3 separate regions of the Mus musculus genome follow, and regions 1 and 3 are each linked to region 2. A link is a contact called in public promoter capture Hi-C data. All regions are on one chromosome and are shown on one strand. Each heading gives the region's core, a stretch centred on a gene start, on an enhancer-like site or on the middle of the called end of the contact. The rest is flanking DNA. Distances are from core to core; before and after follow the strand shown. Region 1 has its middle 7.6 kb from the start of Gm41405. Region 2 holds the start of Krt75 (keratin 75). Region 3 holds the start of Krt18 (keratin 18).

Evidence for each region. Promoter capture Hi-C pulls out the DNA fragments that hold promoters and counts their contacts.
Region 1: a contact with region 2 is called in a promoter capture Hi-C map of second pharyngeal arch cranial neural crest. The contact joins the enhancer-like site here to the promoter of Krt75 in region 2. A contact is called at or near these places in 6 of 39 promoter capture datasets (the C10 cell line, the SN4741 cell line, cranial neural crest and 3 more) and 3 of 9 other capture datasets (adipose tissue, liver and pancreatic islet).
Region 3: a contact with region 2 is called in a promoter capture Hi-C map of the SN4741 cell line, with 6 times the contacts expected there. The contact joins the promoter of Krt18 here to the promoter of Krt75 in region 2. A contact is called at or near these places in 9 of 39 promoter capture datasets (the C10 cell line, the HPC-7 cell line, HPC-7-derived erythroid cells and 7 more), 1 of 484 Hi-C or Micro-C datasets (bone marrow-derived macrophages), 1 of 115 datasets of contacts at active chromatin or transcription factors (embryonic stem cells) and 3 of 9 other capture datasets (adipose tissue, embryonic stem cells and liver).

What each region holds. Positions count from the first base shown.
Region 1 is chr15:102,050,802-102,055,084 of GRCm38.p6, reverse strand. No RefSeq gene overlaps it. Among named protein-coding and RNA genes, the nearest start is that of Gm41405, 7.6 kb to the right of the region's middle. Within about 2 kb of position 2,849, at least 147 of the 459 cell types and tissues checked have an H3K27ac peak or open chromatin away from gene starts, as enhancers often do. A contact at or near this core is called in embryonic stem cells, pancreatic islet and second pharyngeal arch cranial neural crest, where this site is marked.
Region 2 is chr15:101,571,113-101,575,769 of GRCm38.p6, reverse strand. It overlaps Krt75 (keratin 75), which reads left to right and starts at 1,866. Exons shown (of 9, transcript NM_133357.3): 1 at 1,866-2,439; 2 at 2,934-3,148; 3 at 4,066-4,126; 4 at 4,654-4,657. The coding sequence starts at 1,939.
Region 3 is chr15:102,025,345-102,029,649 of GRCm38.p6, reverse strand. Krt18 (keratin 18) reads right to left here and starts at 1,434. Exons shown (of 7, transcript NM_010664.2): 1 at 976-1,434; 2 at 102-184. The coding sequence starts at 1,371.

The DNA of each region.
Region 1 (4,283 bases), core at 1,600-4,099, 480 kb before region 2:
GATAACAAATCCAAGCTAGAAAGATGCCTATTGATGGTGACATTTTGTTTACTTTCTTTTTTTGAAGATGGGAATGTGGTATGGGATTCAATATATAACCTTGGATGGCCTGGAACTTGCTTATATTATATACCTGGCTGATCACAAGCTTTCCTGCTCCTGCCTCCTGTGTGCTGGCATTGCAGGCAGGAACCACCATGCCCGACTAAGGTCCACATCTTAACTCTCTTTCGTTCTGTGTCTTTTCCTTGGGTGTTTAGCTGCAGAGCCCTTCTTAGCAGGCGGTCTGACTCATATTCATTTATTCATTCGCATATGCAACGTTTTCAGAAGACTATTAAATCCAGAAATTTCAATTAGAGTAATTAAAGCAATTGAAAATTGGTCACAGTGGAAGTATTTGTACTATAGAAGTTGACAGACACTACAGGTCACAGGTGCCTTTTACAAACATTTTCGTAGAGGCAGAGGGGAGAGGGAGGGGATGGGGATTTGTGGAGGGGAAGCTGGGAAGGGGGATAACATTTGAAATGTAAATAAATAAAATAATCAATAAAAATGAAAAAAAATGAAATCATATTGTGTGTGTGTGTGTGTGTGTGTGTGTGTGTGTGTGTGTGTGTGTGTGTAGTGAGACATTTTCAATCCCAGAGACTGAGGAGTACCAGAGCAGGAGGATCAGCCTGAGCCTGGTCTACACAAACACAGACACACACAGACACACACAGACATACACACACACACACAGACACACACACACACACACACACAGACACATACAGACACACACACACACACACACACACACACACACACACACACACACCTCAAACCACTCAAAACTAAAAATGTCCCATTTATTGGTGACTTAACACAGTTTGGAATGACCTAAGTCTGGGATATGATACTGAGCAAGCCCATCTCTGCTCACGGACACTTACAGCCTGAGGTGCACTGCACTACTTAATACAGTGAGGAACATTAGCCCCCTAGCTACTGGTGTGCATTTTAAAATGTAAAATAAATGACATTCCAAAATCATCTCTTTGTTCATGCAGCCACATTGAAAGCTGTATATGATTGGTGACTATTGAATACACAGAGGCCATTATTACAGAACGTTCCAGCACAGGTGCTGCTGGAGGCAGCAGGAAGAACAGGTTATGTGATCCAGATGAGACCTAACAAAGGAGAGAACTGAGCACTCTGCGTTGATGCCCCGTCCCCCCTGCCCTGCCCCCTGCACCAGGGTGGAAGTCAGCACCATGAACCCATGAGACAAGAACTACCACTGAGCTACACTTTCAGCCTGTCCTGGGGATTCTAAATGTTTTAAAATTAAAGTACACAAAACATTATGGCTGGAGAGATGACTCCATGGTTAGGACGGCTTGGTTTTGTAGAGGGCTTGGGTTTGGTTCACAGCACCCACATACTGGTTTACAACCATCTGTAACTCCAGTTTCAGGGGATTTGATACGCTCTTCTGACTTACATCAGGAGCCAGACACTCATGTGGTGCATAAACACACATGCAGGCAAATATTCATACACATAAAGTAAAATGAAATATACAAATGTATGTATATACAATATACACATATGTATTTTCATAAAAGAATAATAATTTGTTTTTTCACACAAGATATATTCTCACCTGATATACCTTACTTTTTTCTATGCATTTTACCAAAAAAAGTAATTAAAAAAGGATTTATTTATTTATTATATGTAAGTACACTGTAGTTGTCTTCAGACAAACCAGAAAAGGGCGTCAGATTTCATTACAGATGGTTGTGGATCACCACATGGTTGCTGGGACTTGAACTCAGGACCTCTGGAAGGGCAGTCAATGCTCTTACCCGTTGAGCCATCTCTCCAGCCCTGTATGCATGTTTATATGGAGGCCAGAGATCAATCTCAAATTTTGTTCCCTAGGAGTCAATGTTCTCTTTTTGTGTTTTTGTTTTTTTGAGACAGGGTTTCCCTGTGTAGTCCTGGCTGTCTTAGACCTCGCTCTGTAGACCAGGCTGGCCTCAAACTCACAGAGATCCGCCTGCCTTGTCTCTTGAGTACTGGGATTAAAGGCATGAGCAACCACAGCCTGACTTGCTACCCTCCTCCACTTTTTGTTTGTTTGTTTGTTTTTTCAGATTTATTTATTATATGTAAGTACACTGTAGCTGTCTTCAGACCATGTGGTTGCTGGGATTTGAACTCAGGACCTTCCGAAGAGCCGTTGGTGCTCTTAACCGCTAAGCCATCTCTCCAGCCCGCCTCCTCCACTTTTTAAAGACTTATTTTGTGTGTAGGGATATTTTGCCTGCATGTATGTATGTTCACCACATGGAGGTCAGAAGAGGGTGGCAGATCCCCTGGAAGTGGATTTATAGAAAGTTGTGGGTGCTGGGGTTAAGGCCTGGATCCTCTGCTAGAGCAAGAAGTGCTCAAAACCACCAAGCAAAGCCATCTCTCTAGCCCATTCACTTGCTTTTTGTTTTGTTTTGTTTGTTTCCTGAGACAGGGTCTGGAGCTGCCTGACTAGGCTGGGTGGCCAGGCAGCTCTTGAGATTTACTTGTCTGTCTGAAGTGCTGGGGTTACACGTGGAAGTGATGGGATTACCTCTCACTAGCCCCACTCTTGGCTGGGCGCCGCTGAGGGGCAACGAGGAACTGGAAGAGAAAACGGGCTTGTGCCCAGGTGGGAGCCACTGCCAAAATGATCGATAAGAAAGGTGCTGAACCCAAGCTGAGCTGGAGTGAGGCCGCGGGGCTGGAAGGGCGCACCTGCTTAAAGAGCAGCCTGGGCTCTGCGCCATGCTCAGTCAGTCCCGACCCAAACCGCGTGGGGAAGCCGCGTTTCTGCCTGCCCTCCCTTTGCCTCACCGCGTCCTGGGACTCTGGGTACGGGGTGCATGGTGGGCGGGTTGCCTCCCGGCTCAGCTGCGCATGCTCTGTAGTCAGAAGGTGGCGCATGGATGCCGTGATCCAAATGCCCCCCCGCGCTCCCCCCCGCGCCCCCCCCCCCCCCCCGCTGCCGCAGCTCAGCAACTCCAGGCTCCTGGTCTCATTGAGTCTATTGGAATTCGGGGCACATTTTCTGCGCCTCCTTTCTTCGCTTCCCGACAGTCCCTAGCTGGAAGGATCTTCTGATTTCCAGATAGCTCTTGGACTGGAGAGAACCTTCGAGTCTTGCGCTCCAACAACCCCACACCAATTTCCCAAGAAAAGTTCGTGGGAGCTCTTTGTTATCATAATTACCCAAAGAAGAATTAAATAATTTTGGAGTGCGTGCTCATGTAAGGGTCGGGTTTTTTTGTTTGTTTGTTTGTTTTTTGTTTTTAAATCAATCTTGTGGCACACGAATGAAAATCCCATCCTCCCACCCCCAGCATGCGCAACCAGGAGGATAGGTTCTGGGTCCTCCTTGGTAACATAGCCAGTTCAAGGCCAGCCTAGGGAGCAAGCTATCCTGTCTCAAACACAAATTCTGTTATAGTTTGACAAAGTCTGTAAGTTCGAGCCTCACAAGCTGGGGGTATGTGATAAATACAAAATCTTTATATATTTTCATTTTTACTATTAAACATTTTAAATTACATTTATCTATTTGTGTGTGTGTGTGTGTCTGTGTACATAGGCCTTGGTGCATGTATAGAGGTCAGAGGACAAACTTGAGCAGTTGGGAATCTATCCACTACGAGGGTCCCTGGAGGGAGCTTAGGTTGTCAGACTTGGGACTAGTCACCTTTGTTGAGCCATCTTGTATATGAGTATATGTGTTTATATGTGTGTGTCACATGTGTGTGTCCGTGTCCGTGTCCGTGTCCGTGTGTGTGTGTGTGTATGTGTGTGTGTGTGTCCATGGAGGACCTCAGATGCTCTGGAGCTGGAGTTACAAGCAGTTGTGAGCCACTTGAGGTGGGTGCTCGGAATCTAACTCAGGTCCTCTGGAATGTTGATACGAATGCTCTTAACTTGCGGTTTCTTGGTCCGCAGGTCAGTCAATGGTGTCTGCAAGAGAGAGAGAGAGTGGGGACTGAGGAACAAGAGACTGGAAGAATGGAGACAAGACAGGCTATCTGATCAAGTCTCAAGTCTTTTTATTGAAAGGCAACTATGGGCATATAAGCATAAGTCAGGGAGTGCAGCTGGAGACACGTAACCACAGGTCCAGGATGTGTAGGAGAAAACCAAGATGTTATCAGCGTGTGGTGGGCTTCTTGCAAAAACATCATGCTAGGAAAACAAGTCTCTCGTCAGGGTGGAAAAGTTCCAACCTG
Region 2 (4,657 bases), core at 617-3,116:
GAAACAAGGAGTCTCCAACCCCAGCAAGAGCTCAGCCCTTGGTCAGAGTCCCAGGTAGGACAGAGACCAGCCCTCTGAGTGCCCAGGTGCCATTCCAGGCAGGTGAGAACATCAGCCAAGCACTGTGGGGCTCCCAAAGGATATCTGTACAGAAAGGCCACGGCACCTGGCACGCTGTTTCCCACAACCAGGCTGTATCAGTCTTCCTCTAAATGAGCTGTTATGAGTCTAGTTTCCTTATCCAAATATGGAGTGCGAACACCTTGGTATCATTTCCTCTTACACTCGCCCACTCTTCCGAATCATGGCAGGAAGCAAGCAGACAGCAAGACCCAGGAGGACGAGCCATCTGCCACACCCCTCACAGCAGAGACAGGGAGAGGGATAGGGGAAGAAAGAGGATGAGGAACACTGGAAACAAACTGTACATCCATGCCCTGGTGTAGAACGTGAGGCAGTCAAGGTGAACGAGAGGTCAACAACATGGCTCTGAGAAAAAGTACTTGCTCTGCAAGCCCGATGACCTGACCCGAGCTTCATCCCTGGATCCTGTGGTCAAAGAAGAGAACTCTTGAAAATTGCCATTTGATCACCACACATGTGCTATCGTGTGTGTGCAGCAGACACACACACACACACACACACACACACACACACACACACTAATAATAATAACAACGGCTTCTCCAGTAACTATCACTTGGAGCTGCTCTGATGAGAGAAATAAGAATTGGATAAGAATAAGGATACAGGTCTTCAGAACCGAATAGTCTGGGAGACTTCCAGAAGATAGCCTCAAAGATAGTGTTACTATGTATACCATTTTGTTCAAAGTTACCCAGCATGCTTCAGTTTTGCCTTCCCAACAGGACCCTGAGCTTACTGATAAAAATCAAGAATGTGTGTTACATTTCTTCCAAACCCTCACAGGACTCACTCAAGGATGAACATGTGGCCAGTCATTCATGAATACCTGTCTTATCTGCCGAAGACTGACACAGTGGACCTATCCTCTGCATTTATATGGCTGAAGCACTGTGAAAGCAGTTTTCATATGCGAATACTCTCCATAAACTCATTCCGCAGACACACACTGAGCCTCAGAAAAGTTGTATCATCAGTACAAGGACCCACTGCCCAGTGCACTACTGGACCAGCCACTGGAGGGGTTGGAATCCAAACCCAAGTGTTTCTGTTCCCACTCCTGTCCACAGACGACAGAGTGACAAACAGCCTTCAAAGGCAAAGATGGGCACAGACATGGCATCCATGTGTGTGCATATCGACACAAGTGCTACAGGAAATCACATGATACCCAGCAGGCATGAATGATTTGGAGCAAAATTAAAGGGCCATTCATGTTGTGTGGAAGCCTAAGGAAGATGAACACCAACCTGGAGGACCAGCCTTATAGGCTGGAGAAGCTGCTGAGAAAATGCTCCAGCATAAGAAACACGGGAAGGAACAGGAGACAGTGTTGCAGCCGCTTGTGTTGACACAAGATGTTTGGACTGGAGGGAGTTGGTCCTGCGCCTAAGAAAGCGGTTCAAAAATGAGGCAGTGTTTTTGAGTCCATTAGAAGATGCATGGTTAGGACATGACTGAAAGCAATTAAGTTTATTCTCACTGGTCTGCTGATCAAGTTACAACTAGAAAGAAGTTTCCACGTGGGGGAGGGGGAGAGGGAGGCAGCAAACCAACCAACCGGTGGCTTTTTTTTTAATGCCATTTTCTGCGGGGTACTCAGGGTGAGCTCAGGGCTGGCAGATGCCTAGGGGATGCCATCAGCAGGGGCCCCTTCATTAATCAAGCTCCGCCCTTTGGGGGAGGCCCATAAAAGTCTAAGGACCTGCACCTCCCTAACCGCCTGGCTTCTCTATCCCCTTCACGAATCTACGAATCTACCTCGGAGCTCCTGTGCTGCCTTCTTCGCCCATCATGTCCCGGCAATCCACCATCACCTTCCACTCCGGCAGCCGCAGGGGCTTCAGCACAGCCTCAGCCACCACACCTACGGCTGGACGCTCCCGCTTCAGCTCCGTGTCTGTGGCCCGCTCCTCAGGAAACAGTGGGGGACTGGGCAGGATCAGTGGTATTGGTTCTGGCTTTGGAAGCCGCAGCCTCTACAACCTAGGGGGGACCCGGCGGGTCTCCATTGGTGGCTGTGCTGGCAGTGGCTTCAGGGGTGGCTTTGGTGGCAGGACTAGCAGTGGCTTTGGGGGCAGCAGTGGCTTTGCTTATGGAGGTGGCATTGGAGGGGGCTTTGGTGGCCCTGGCTTCTCTGTCTGTCCCTCTGGAGGCATTCAGGAAGTTACTGTCAACCAGAGCCTCCTGACTCCCCTCAACCTGCAAATCGACCCCACTATCCAGCGGGTGCGGAAAGAAGAACGGGAGCAGATCAAGACTCTGAACAACAAGTTCGCCTCCTTCATTGACAAGGTGGGACCTGTGCTCACCCATCCAAGTTCCCAGTGCATGGAGTCACTAGGTGGGGGTGGCTCATCTCTGGAGATAGCAACAATGGGGGAAGGGTCCCCAGGAGAACTTTGCTCAACCAGTGCCATCCATGGACATTCTCAAGTCAGGCCATCTGGCCCACAGGACTCTTAGAGATGCTTCCTTCTCCTCTCTGGGAGTCCCCCTCCAGAAAGAGGGGTTCTAACTATGCTACTACCAAAGTATCAGCATTGAGAAACTCAACCCAGACTCCGTGACTCCTGCTATGTTGGTCCCCATGTCCAGTCCATTAAAATCCTAGAGTCTCTAGGGTACTTCCATGGGCTTTCTCATTTGGAGGTGGATTTATCATAACATAGCCGCTGATCGATCACGGCGTAAAAGCCCCTTTGTGCTTGTCTCCTTTGTTAGCAGGTGTGCCTGTTTCTGCCTCCCCGGCTTCTCAAGTGAGGCTCATTCTCTCTGCTCCCCTGTAGGTACGCTTCCTGGAGCAGCAGAACAAGGTCCTGGAGACCAAGTGGAATCTCCTGCAGGAGCAGGGCTCTAGGACAGTCAGACAGAACCTGGAGCCTTTCTTCGATACATATGTCAATGACCTCCGCCGGCAGCTGGATGGCATCACAGCTGAAAGAGGCAGACTGGATGCTGAACTGAGGAACATGCAGGAGGTTGTAGAAGACTTCAAAGTCAGGTGAGTGGGGAGACAGTCTCCTGGCTGCACACAACCGACCCTGGGGCTGTTTCCTCTGAGGTCCAGAGAATGCAGAGGCGTGAATGCCACACCAGCCAGGAATGTTGGATGAGCAGGGAGCCCAGAGTGCAGGAGATGGAGGGGACCCTAGTGCCTTCGTCTCAGCATCAGGGCTAACAAGGAGTCTGTTCTTATCTTTCTAAACCACTGAGGTGGGCACCAGCGGCAGCATCTGTCAAAATGAACACCGCAGCTCATCCTGGTGAATGGTGTTGCTTCCCCTTTGCCTGTTTATCTCCACTGGATGTGAGCCCAGGGGCTGAGATGGCTTGAATTTCCCAGACGACATAAGCTCAGAGTGAAGGAAGGTAGCAAGGAAGGAGGGGTTCTGTTCTTCCTTGTGGAGGTGAATACCATCTGCTCATTGTTTGGGCTACAGTGCAAAGGCTACAGCTAGCAAGCCCTTTAGGTAGCTTAAGCTCTACTTCCTCACAAATGACCATTGAGCACAGTTTTCAGTGGTCGCCCTGAGGCCCAGTGAAAAAAAATATCTCAAACAAAATATACCTGAAAGACTATCCTGGAACAAATTGGTTTTCTTTGCCATTTCAGCAGCAGTTGCTGAAGCAGCGTATGTTTCTGGTGATTAGGATTATGTGTCTATACAGTGTTATAATTGCCTGAGCACGTGATTCTGTTCCCGTGAGTCTATGCTCACCTTCTTATAAAAGGCAGAAGGAATTATCTAGCTTTTATGGAGGAAGACACAGGGTCAAGTGAATCACCCAAAGTCATGTGCAGGTCACCAAAGAGCTGGCAAGAACGGAAGAGCTTTTAACTCTTGCTACAGCCCTGGGAGAATTAAGCGGAAGCCTTGCTCAACCTCACACCCCCCTCCCCCACCCTCATTCTTGCAGGTATGAAGACGAAATTAACAAGCGTGCGGCTGCCGAGAATGAGTTCGTGGGCCTGAAAAAGGTGAGTGGGGCATGCACGTCTCTTAAGTGAGATTGATGTATGAGCCCGAAATCCCCGAACTCGGAAGAGCTGAGCCTGAAGCCAGCCTAGGCTCCACGGTGATACCATACCTCAAAGAAAAAAGGGCTGGGTATGTAGATCAGGGGTAGGACTTAATGCAGCATTTACCAAGCCCTGAGTTCAAGAGCTAGCCTTGAGAGGTAGAGAGACAGAGCTTCGGAGAGGAGGCTGGAGGAGGAGAGGAGAGAGCAAGAGATTTCGTTTTAACTTTAAATTTCAGAATATGAGGCAGTCTGGCCCTAGGCTCCCACAGAAATATGACATCAGTGATGAGATCATCCAATGAGCTCAAACCTTTCAGAAGATAACCCTTATATCAGTACATATCCCTACTTCTGCTCAGGGTTCTGTTAGTCCATGAAGCTTAAGCCCTGGTTTTAGTGACCACCTAGTCCAATCCCCTGGAAATCCAGGCTTGATGCCCTCAGCTCACTTTAACTTACTGTTTGGATCTGGGGTCATTTCAGGACG
Region 3 (4,305 bases), core at 185-2,684, 450 kb before region 2:
ATGAACCCTAACCTGAATAAACTTCGGAAAGGAAGGAACCCTACTCTAATACAGTTCTGGGAGTAGGCCATTCTTAGCTCCAGCTGCAGCCCCGGACTTACTTGACTCTAAAGTCATCGGCGGCAAGGCGGGCATTGTCGATCTGCAAGACGATGCGGGCATTGTCCACAGAATTCGCAAAGATCTGGGTGGATTAAAGTGGAGAGAGTCGCTTTGAGAGTTCCGGGTCACATGAGGGTGTGTGTGTGTGTGTGTGTGTGTGTGTGTGTGTGGAGAAGTGGGGGATGAGAAAACACGTCTTGTGTTTCAGTGAATCCATCCCAGTCCCAGGAACAGTCAGAGGCGTGTATTTCTGTCTTCCCTTCCCACCTGAGCCTCCTCTCCCTTCCTGGATTCCTTGCCCCTCTGCCAGGGCCTGCACTATCTGGATTGCTTACAAAAGAGCAGCTTCCAACAAGATTTCTCTGATCCTCTCCTGGCATCTTCTCCAGGTGCACCTGCTAACCCCCCCCCCCCCCCCCGTCCTGGGACGCGCCCCCCCCCCCCACTTGTCCCGCTGGCCCCTCCTACAGGTAAGCTCCTGTTTACTCCTAGATGACTCAGCCTTAGCCACATCCGCTTAACCCTCTAACTGTTCCTACTGGAAAAGAAGTGAGTGTCTGAGTTCATTTTATGATTCCCCCACACACACCTTTTTATTTTATTTTTTTTCCAATCCTGTTCTCTTCCCACTACACTGCTTGGGGGAAGCCGGCTCGCGTGTGTAACCACTACGCTTGGAATTCCTACAGGTTGTGGGTGAGAGTCCAGAGTATTCCTAACTCCGTCCCATAGAGTGTGTGTGGGGGGATGTGGTGAATGTGGAAAGAGTGGAGGGAGTCAACAGCCCACACTCTATTCAAGTTTGGGGGTGTGGGCACACTGGATAGACAGAACAGCCCGGAGCTACTGCCCCTCCCCCCTTAGGCCCCTTACCTGAGCCCTCAGGTCTTCGATGATCTTGAAGTAGTGGCCCCAGTCTCTGACGCCCTGGGGCCCCTTCTTCTCCAGATGTTCCCGGATTTTGCTCTCCAGTCTCCTGTTCTCAGTTTCCAGGCTCTTCACCTTGTCTAGGTAGCTGGCCAGGCGATCGTTCAGGTCTTGCATGGTCTCCTTCTCGGTCTGGATTCCACCCATTCCCGCCAGGCCTGCGGACCCCACAGAGCCACCCCAGACAGAGCGGGACACGGATATCCGGGACCCGGAGCCCCCAGCACCTGCATAGACGCTGGCTGCGCTGCTGGCAGGCCGGACCCGCTGGCTGGGAGTTCGCACAGAGCCCAGGGACCGGTAGTTGGTGGAGAAGGTGGTGGAGCGAGTTGTGAAGCTCATCTTGTCTGGAGAGGAGAGCGAAGCGAGAGACCAGAACAGGAGTTCCGCCGCGGAGGGTGGCAGTCCTCGACCTGTTGTTATATCGCCGCGGGAGGAGGTAGGGACCTCCCCCAGCAGGCCACGCCCCAGCCACCGGAGCCGGGGGCGCCAGGATCGGGATTCCTGTGACCTAACAGGTCGCAGCCCTTCTCCACTTCTGCACACGCCCTCAGCATACCTGCCATCCTCACCGACACAGGGAGTGGATAACTAAGGGGTGCACAAAGGATAGCAGGTGGTGTTAGCCCCTGAGTGTCTGTTTTCAGGGCAAAAAATGGCGTTTTAAATATCCGTTTATTCCGGGCGTGGTGGCGCACGCCTTTATCCCAGCACTTGGGAGGCAGAGGCAGGCGAATTTCTGAGTTCGAGGCCAGCCTGGGCTACAGAGTGAGTTCCAGGACAGCCAGGGCTACACAGAGAAACCTTATCTCGAAAACAAACAAACAAACAAACAAACAAACAAACTCCATTTACACAGACAGAAGAGGGGTTCACTAGGGTGAAGATTTTGTGGCATGTCGCCAGCTTAAGTCTGGGGGCAGTCCTAGAACCCCAGGAATCCTGGGGAAAGAAAATTGGGAGCTCAAAAAGAAGAGAAACACGAACCTGAGGGCAGGTCTCTTGGTTTTTCTGCTCCGGCCCCATGGTTCCAAGACACTGCTGTGGCTCCATAGGGAACCGTGGAAATACATATCCTCAAACGCGTGGGTACACATGTCCTCATTCAACTCATTCCCTGGAGGCTTTATCGGGGCCTTTGTGATTATGTAGAAGAGGTATCCCTATGTCTGGACACCTACCATTTACCTCCTCCTCCTCCTCCTCCTCCTCCTTCTTTTTTGAGACAGGGTCTCATGTAGCTCGGGCTGGTCTTGAACTTTCCATGTAGCTGAGGATGGCCTTCAACTCCTGATCTTCCCGTCCCACTTTTGAAGTGCTGGGATCCCAGGCATGAGACTCCATCACTTTCAGGTTACAGGGTGCTGAGGACCAAACCCAAGGCCTCATACTCCTCAGGCAGACCACTTTACCAGCTGAGAACACAGCCAACCCAAGAGCACATAGATTTAACCAGTATTTGCTAGACACCTTCTAGTAGCTATGGGAACAGCAAGGAAGAGAGAACCACTGTCCTTCCTGTAGATTATACTGTGTCTGGACAGGTTGGGGTCTGAGTCCATAGACCAGATATGTAGAAACAGCTAAGTTTGAACCAGATTGCCTGCCTCTCCATCCCCCACCTCAACCTCTGCCACCCCCTTGCATCTGTCCCCTTCTCCTGCTCCCCGGGCCTTTTCTTCGGTCCTTCCTGGTCAATTTTTATAATGCTTTCTGGCTTTCCAGCTTGTTTTCTGGGGGAAAGAGCCCCTCTGCACCCCCGCACCCCCTCCTCGCCAGCTGGATGACCACTCCTGCTGAATGAGGAGGGAGAAACCCTGAGGTTGGAATCGGTCAGCACCAGGAGCCCGTTTTTCCGGCAGGACTTGGTGTTTGCTATACCTGTGGCCATGCTCTTTGCTCTGGAGTGGACCTATTGATCCTTATCGAGCGAGCGGCCAGCTGAACTGACTGTGTGAGTGCGAGCACACAGAAAAGTAAAATCAGAAGAGCAAGGGGGAGGGGGAGGGGCTACGAAGAACCTAGGTCAGCAGATCAGACTAGAGGGAAGCAAACACAGGGCTGATGCATGCTGGGTGTGATGGATTGTTCGAAGCCTGCCTCCTTCTGGACCGGAAAACCTCAGCGACTCCGTGGGACTTGGCTGGGGAGCCTGGGTGTTGCCAGAGACAGCCAGGCAAATGGAATGCAAAATAACATACAAACAAATGCCCACTGGCTTTGCCTAAAAGCTCCTGGGGAGGGGGTGTGTTTGGAGATCCCAGGCTTTCAATTTTACAAACTCTCCCCCCCCCACCCCCCCCACCCGAGTTCCACAATTGCTCTATTTTATAGAACTATACAATGAAGTGTACCGATGGGCAACTTTTCGCTGTTTTTAAGCTTTACGTTTGTTATCCAACTTGGATACTTTGCTGGTTGGGTGACTTCAGAAAGTCACTAAACTGAACTTCCGTTTTGTTTTTCACTTCTATGGGTAGAAGAAAAAAAAAAAAGAATCGTTTGTCTATCTTCTAGGAGGCAGTGCACGGGAATGTTAATACAGCACTCACTGCTGAAGAAATAGGAGTTACTTATTGCAGAGTGAGGCCTCCGTCAGGAGGGGACGGGAAGGAAGCTTCAAGTCACCGCCAACCACTGGTGGACTTTCAGTTCTTTCAGTAATGACTAGAAGACCCTAGAATTCTTCTTTAAGCCCCTGGGTAGATCCTGCTTTGATCCTGCCACACCCCTGCAGTGCTGGTCCGTCTGTGGTGGGAAGGTTTGCTGTGTGGCCGAAGAGCTGCAGTATCTCCTTATCTCACAGCTAACGTAGATGGTCGCATTCCTGACCTCTTGCGGCATCCGAGCAAATACCGACCTCCAGAGTCCGGTGCCAGCTTGCCCTTTTCCCAGCAGTACCTGATTTTTCTGGAATCGGGCCTTAAAGCTCGGCCTGACAGGCTTTAGAAGGGTTGGGGAGAGTGGCGTGAGGGAATAGTTTCGATCCAAGATCCCCGGGGCTGGGCCTCGGGGCTGTGGGTGGCCAGGTGAAGAAGGGGATGGAGCAGTAGCAAAGCCAGGCCGGGGGATGGGGGTTGGGGGGAAGGGAAGAGCGAGGCGGCCAGCCAAGGAGCTTTCAGAACAAAGACCAGAAAAGAGGAGGTTGAACCGTGGGGTGAGGAGTGGACTGGGGGGAATGTCTGGGGTTGGGGGAAGAAGGAAGTGGACCTTCCCCCAGGCCCTGCATTCCCTCATCCCGCAGAAGGGGAGGGAACTTGCACTGCAGGTTTAACT